2 separate regions of the Triticum aestivum genome follow, and region 1 is linked to region 2. The links are chromatin contacts, called in public Hi-C maps. All regions are on one chromosome and are shown on one strand. Each heading gives the region's core, a stretch centred on a gene start, on an enhancer-like site or on the middle of the called end of the contact. The rest is flanking DNA. Distances are from core to core; before and after follow the strand shown.

The links. A called contact is a pair of places that touch in the nucleus more often than the background predicts.
Region 1: a Hi-C map of leaf shows a contact between it and region 2, with 3 times the contacts expected there. The contact joins the promoter of LOC123149375 here to the promoter of LOC123154035 in region 2. A contact is called at or near these places in 3 of 5 Hi-C or Micro-C datasets (all in leaf).

What each region holds. Positions count from the first base shown.
Region 1 is chr7A:129,298,270-129,301,983 of IWGSC CS RefSeq v2.1, forward strand. LOC123149375 reads left to right here and starts at 1,586. Exons shown (of 3, transcript XR_006474613.1): 1 at 1,586-1,995; 2 at 2,081-2,187; 3 at 2,293-3,053.
Region 2 is chr7A:129,107,455-129,111,083 of IWGSC CS RefSeq v2.1, forward strand. LOC123154035 reads right to left here and starts at 2,375. Exons shown (of 18, transcript XM_044572846.1): 1 at 932-2,375. The coding sequence starts at 2,018.

The DNA.
Region 1 (3,714 bases), core at 336-2,835, 190 kb after region 2:
TGTATGGCCACCATGTGTGGTTAGGGACTGTCCCGGACATTATTTGTATTCCAAACTGTTTAGACTTTGAATAAATCCCTAGTTACACCTAAAAAAACACGAGATCAATTCCAAGGGACCTCCTATCTGTCGCATTCTGCGGCAGGACAGGCAGGGCTTCGCACAGGGTAGTCTCCACCTGGGCCGGCCAACACAGGAGCAACAAGTGGTGAAAAAAGCACCGCAAAAATGAGGCATATTAGCTCGAATTTGAACTCACGGTCCACCTCAAATTGAGGTACGTACCTAAGCACCCGAGTTGGGTAGCGCTAGTGATTGGTAAGTAGCGCGAAATAATTTAGAGCAAACTGCATTGACAGATCCGAATATTTTTTTTTCAAACATTTCATGAAAAATCTGAATATCTTTTAAAAGAGATTCCAAACAAAATTTTAAGAACATAAACAAGTTTTGAAAAAATTGGCCAAATTTTGGATTTATAACCAAATTTCAAAACCGGAAGAATGTATGAATTCATGCACAAATTTTAAAAAACAGCAACATTTTTTTAATTCCAATTTTTTTTCACAAACACAAACAAGTTTTGTAAAAAATGTAACCAATATTTGAATTCGCACACAAATTTAAAATTGTGATTTATTCTGAATTTCTCGACAAATTTTGAAAAAGGAATTTTTTTTGAAAACAAGAACATGTTTGACAAAAGGGAACATTTTTTGCATCTGTGAATTGTTTTTGAAACTCTGAACAGAATATGAAAAAGGGAACATTTTTTGAATTTATGAACTAAATTTGAAAACAGGAACATTTTTTGAACTTATGTATATTTATTGACAAGGAGAGCATTTTTCCAGTATGCGAACATTTTCTAAAAATACCCGAACAGTTTTTGAATTTGTGAACAAAATTTGAAAACAGGATTTTTTTTGAACTTGTGAACCTGTTTGAAAGGCAAACATTTTTTATATATCATGAACATTTTTTGAATTGTGACCAAAAATTTCAAAGTACGAACATTTTTTGATATTCCGAACATTTTTTGCAATTTTGAACAATTTTTAGAATTCTGAAAAACAAAAATAGATAAAAAGGAGAATAAAAAGGAATTAAAAATGAAAACGAAAGGGAAAAAAGATAAAGAAAAAAGAATCAGATAACTAAAAAAAATGAAAAGTCAAACAAAACGATAAAAAATCAGCAAAAGGTAAAAACGAAAAAAAAACATACCTGGACCTGTTAATCGCTGGCCTTGCCATGTCTGTGCGTTTGTACCACAACAATGAAACGAGCAAACAGGCCGGGCCTTTTAATCGCTGGCCTCGCCATGTCTGTGCGTTTGTACCACAACTTGACGCAGAGAGCCAACTAAAAAAAAAAAAAACTTGACGAGAGAGCGTCGTATGGGGTTTCTCCAATTCCAACACATGTTCCTTGGGGTAAAAAAGAAAAAGGAAATTGGGGAAAGTCAAGTGCGGCCCTAAAAAAAAAAGGAGTCAAGTGCGCGTCCGACTAGGACCCGGCCGGTGGATCCCGTAGCGTGTATATATGCAGCAGTCCCGCTCCGCCAAGAAAGGTGAAGGTACAGTCCCCTCATCAGAAAAAAAAGGGCAGAGAACATCCACAGCTGAACCCAACCCGCCGCCGCCGTGATGGGTACGTCAGCGTCGTCGTTCCTGGACCGACGCGACGCTCGCCGCCGCGGCTACGAACCGATCCCCCGGCACGACGAGGACGAGAAAGGGATGCCGATCGCTTACGAGGAGCAGAAGGACATACTAGAACAGATGTCGATCCCTCGGCGCGACGACGATCGATCTCAGCCGCAGCAGCAGCAGGAGGAGGACATAATACTCTTCGAGGAGGAGAGGCAAGGGCCGGCGGCCCTGGAGGCGCGCGCGCGCGTGCTGAGGGGCAGGGCCTTCCGGCAAGGGACCGTGTTCCGGACCTGGCAGGACCTCAAGGACTCGGCCCTCTGCTACCTCATCGCCTTAAACTGTACGGCCAAATTATTTACTTACTACTCAGTATTTTTCATCTTGTCCCCTTAATATTACTACTACTAGTCAATGCAATTAAGCAGGCTGATCTGATGCATAAATGCTTCATCGCGTTGTCTTGGTGCATAAATCTGTACGGCCACCGCGTTGCTGCGCTCTGCTAAATGCTTCATCGAGATCGAACACAAACGTACGTGTATCTATCAATATGTAGGCCGTGATTCCGATCGAAGTAACGTGTGCCTATCCATGATTCTGGTTATTATCCATCCATGTGTTGTCTTGGTGCGTGCAGCCAAGTACGAGGTAGAGTACGTGGAGCAGGCGCTGGAGGAGGCGACGACGCTGTTCGCCAGGACCGGCGACCTGCAGCTGGCCGCCACCAGCTGCCTGGAGTTAGCCGAGTTCTACATGGACCAGCAGGACCTGCGGGGCGCGCTTCGCACCTTCCGGCGTGCCGCGGGCTACTGCGGCTACAAGCACCGGAACTGCGGGCACAAGGCCGACGTGGTCGGCTCTCTGCTGCGCGACGAGGAAGCGCTCCGCCGCTGGGGGGTGCTGCCCCTCTCGAGGACTACAAGAGGAGGTCCGCCGGGTACATCCGGTCGTCGGACCCAGACTGGCGCTCCAAAGTGTGCGACCTGTTCCTTTCAACGACTCCGCCGGTGGATATCCCAGAGTCTCTGTGACGGTTGACTGATCGAAGATAGATAGCCCAGGGGTGTTTGTTTCCAGGGACTTTTTGGTGTAAGGACTAGAAAAAGTCCCTAGCAAACCAAACAGGGTGGGACTTTTTTGAAACTTTTTACTAAAAGTCCTTAGAAGCACCTTCTTGAGAGTCTTTTTCAAAAAGTTTCAGGGACTAGAAAAAGTCTTAGGACTAGAGAAACAAACACCACCTTAGTAGTGCAAATTGTATTGTGCAAAGCAAAGCTTGTACTAGTGCAATGCAAGCTTGGAGTTTGCATGCTCTTTTCTTATTGCGATTGCGCTTGCAATGTACGTGTTCGCGTACAAACGCCGGTGTAAATATATTATTTTTCATCATATATAAGTATTTGCCTCCATCCCAAATTAGTTGTCTAAATTTTGTCTATTGACAGATGTACCTAATATTAAATACAGCTCAACATTAAAACGTGTCTATATATAAGTAAAGGACTGTGCTAACAACCAATCGACCGGTCGTTAGCGACAGATCCGGATTCCACTCTCAATGTGGGAATCGATCCACCACATCTTCTTTTTTCTTCTAGCGCAATAAAAAGAATTAGCAGAAGTGGGGAACCGAACCCACCACCTCTTGGTAGTCCACAGTAGTTCACAACCACCCCATCTAGATTGAGCCAATGATTATACTAAGGTTAGATAGTATTTGTACTGCTACTTAGCGTGACCTGGAAACGAATATTTTTTCTTTCTTTCCTTTTATATTTTTATTCTATATAGATGGCCCGGCTGCTCTGTTAATATTTACAACATCATGGTAATTTTAACGTAGTAAAAAATGTTGACATATCATGATAACTTCGTTGTAAAAAGCATGCCAGGGTACAAAAGTTTTTTTTTGCGAGGGTACAAAAGTTATCAACCATTTGGTACGTAACTTATCATGCTTTTTATACATAAGTTATCGGGGAATATTTTCTAACTTGGTTGCAACTAGAGCATTTGTTTTGTCGGAGGGGGAGACGACAAGAGAGTGGGATCCAGTTGC
Region 2 (3,629 bases), core at 1,125-3,624:
TCACCTCAACTAGATAAGAGCCATTTTAGGCAACAAGATATGCACAAAGAGCAGAACAAACCTAGGGGAACCCGTAAGCCTTTTGCCATTAACAGTTTCCATGATTGTATCATTCCAGAAAAACTGAATGTTTTTACGGCCATGTACAACCAAAGTACCATATTAAGTATGCTTGTCAAATAAAGCAGGTCACTAATTTTCCAAGAATATTGAACGGAAGGCAATTTAATCTCATCAAACATCATGTTTCTTGTCCTACACAATCTATATGTTCTTAAATTAAAATTTGTAGGGTTGTGTTACATTCCATCGTCAACAATGGTATAGATACAGATTGCAATGTCCCGAAAAGCAGTAAAAGTCTAATCATCAAATACCGCAGTTCAAGCAGCTAAATTCTTAGTTGGAACACCATCCTCAAGATGCAAAGCCTGCCTATGACCAATATTGGCAAGTATTATGCAACCTTGCAAAGCCTTCTGCCAGCAGATTAGAGTGATTAATAGTTCAACATGAAACAGCTATTTTGCAGGAATTATAAATTTGCTTCTGCTGTTAGTCTCTGAACCGGTTCTACTTCTGTCTCCTAAGAAGTAATCGCAACAAACCAGCAAATCAAACAATACTCTGGTCTAATTCTGATTCTGCTCGATCCCTGTGAATTTGCCAGTTATTAGCTATAATAAATCATTTCAGACAACACGTGGTAAGTTTATGATAGACCTTACCACAAGAAAGCAAGGAAGGGACTAGGGGAAAAAGGTACCATTTCAGTGCGACAAAGCAGCATAAGAAGACAGAAAACTAGGTGAAATATTTAGTAGAATTTCACTATAGAGCGATACCATGAGGTGCAATGTATCCCATAAATTAGAGGCTTTCTGGTATACACAAGGACCACACTTCTACATGACAGAGTAGAAATACATACCATGGCTACATCGAACACATGCACCACGCATAATCTTGCAAATAGTGCAGACCATTTTTGTCCGCTTCTCTGGGATGTCTTCGATATTTGTGATAGGTTCCATTGAGTCCATGTCCTCTACAAAAACCTCCGGTGACCATAGACTACAGAACAAGTGTGCAAAATTCAGGTTGCCCCCATTTGCAATTCCACCAGGCTCACATTTTACAGGTTTCAAAGCACCTTTCTCCGTTGAGCAAAGCACACAAGGCATAAACGCAATCCTGCCTGCATCACTCTGTGTCAACCTCCGTTCACACAAGGCACACATCCAATAGCCATCTGGCTCGACCTGCACACCATAACACTTCTGGTGCACCGACACCTTGCAGCGATTGCACTGGAGCATCCTATTGGAGGCAGCATCACTCTCTCCCAAACAACATACATCACACTTTGAACAAGAGTCACCTTCTAAGGGTGGCAGGACCACAAGCTGCTCAAGCCCAGCATCTGCACCCAGCAGCTTCCTCTTCTTGTTTGGGCGCTCCGAAGTGAGCACAGCCCGTCCTCTTGCTCCCAGGAGCCAACTCAATGAGGAGTCCGGATTCTGGCTGAGGCCTGGTAAAACAACACCATCTCTCTTGCCTGGATCTAGTTCAATTACCACCGGTTGCTCGTCTTGGTGCAAAATCACCTCCTGCATATCCCGTTCACAGTGATCTCCGCTGGCCCCATTGCTATTGACTAGCTCCGCACTGTTCCAAACAAAATCTGAGCTCTCATGTGGATCATGTTTGCTATGCACCATGCCGTTCTCCACCTCTATCGAGTTCGAACCCGAGTTTTCGGCGACCACGGCCACATCAGACGGATCAACATGTCTCCGCAACACTTCCTTGCCACTGCCCACAAAGGGCACAAGAAGGCATGGATCGAGCCAGTTGGAACTGGAGAGAGGCTTGGGCTCTGCCATCTCCAAATCCTGCAGCGTCATATCCCGGAAATAAGGCTCCATCCTGTCCCAGAAAGCATTGGATCTCGATTTGGGCTGCTCCGCAGCAGCTGCCGGGTCCGGCGGCTGAGCCTTCTTGTGCTTCCTCCGCATGTCGCCGACCACCGCCCATCTGGCGACCCGCGCGGGCAGCAGAGAGTTCCGGGCGGCCGCCTCCTCGCCGTCGAACGGCGAGCGCAGCGACAGCGCCTTCCTGGCCTGCTCGGACGTGCCGACGCCGCAAGCCTCCGGCGAGGCCCCGGCGGCCGCGTCGTCGTCGCCGGCGAGCGGCGCATCTTCGCCGGCGTCCGGGGAGGACGGGCCGGCGCCGGCGTCGGCGGCGGGCCGAGCTCTCCGGCGAGGCGCCACGGCGGTCGTGGGGGCGGAAAACCTCTGGGGGCTAGGGTTTCTCACGGGTCACGATTTTGGGGGGAGTTCAGATCCGCCAGCGGGAGGGAGGGAGAAAGAGGGGAGAGAGAGACGGTTGCTTTTCCTTCTCTGTGTAAAAAAAAATCGCGGCGCCCGTTTGTCTGTCGCGTCCCACCGTGTCGTCGTAGTGGGCTGGGCCTCGGGGCGTCGTGCTCGTGCCTCGTGAAAGGTGCCCTCGCCGTAAATGCCACGGGCACCCCGAGGCGACTCGCGCGGCTGCGGGCAGCCTGGCTGCGGGGGCGGTCCCGCGTTGTCAGTGAGGGAGCTTGCGTGGCCGGAGCGATTTCGTCGAGGGGATACCCGGCTGCGGCTCTGTGTTGGCGTGGTCTCCTCACGGGGATTCGGTTCTAGTTGCATGACTGACGTGTGGTCCCGGCTGCCGTTACGTGTCCTCGGATCCTCGGCTCGGTTACCGGGTTGGCGGGTAGGTGACGGGACGCGTGGTTGCCTATGACTCGAGGCGGGCCCACTTGGTGGGCTGGGCGGGCGACTGCGCACACGTACGCCTGCACGGCCACAGATTTGGAAACGGTTGGGGCCTCCCTTTCACGTGATGTGGGTCGATGGCAGGTGGGGCCCGGGTCTCCGTCTTTATGGGAGCCGTTGGACTGCGCGGTTCTACTTCGATACGCACAAAGTACCAACAATGGGGCTGGCCCATTTCGCCAACCCATCAAGGGTGTGTTTGGTTACATTCTCAACTTAGCATAGTTGTTTCCTCTTTATGCATGCTCAACCCAACATTCTTTTCATGCATGCTCCTAGTGTATTTGTGCTAAACTAGTGTGGATTCATGCATCCTTCATACACTCTACCAAACACCTAAAAGTGGGTTGAGAAGGGAACTCTTGGGCTCATGCACCCTTATACACCCTACCAAACACACCCCAAGTGGAGGACCTCGGCCTACAAGACGAAACGGCCGTAAAGGCTTCGTCAAACCAATTACAAATGTAGAGGGTTTATATTCAAAAATACTCCCTCCGTTTCAAATTACTTGTCGTAAGAATTGATGTGTCTAGAACTAAAATACATTTAGATACATCCATACCTGCGACAAGTAATTCGGAACGGAAGGAGTATGATTTTTGTTTCTGGGTTATCTATTTGCTTTGTAGGATTATTAGAGCGTTGCAATTTTCTCATAAATATAATAAGGCTTGAGTGTTATTATTGTTTGAACAGGAAAAGCCACAAAGGGTCTAGAGCTTCATTAAAAGTAAGGCGGTTACAACACAAAGTCCACACAAGGACTCACATGAAAGGTGAATAGCACCTAAGCCCTTGACTTTTACA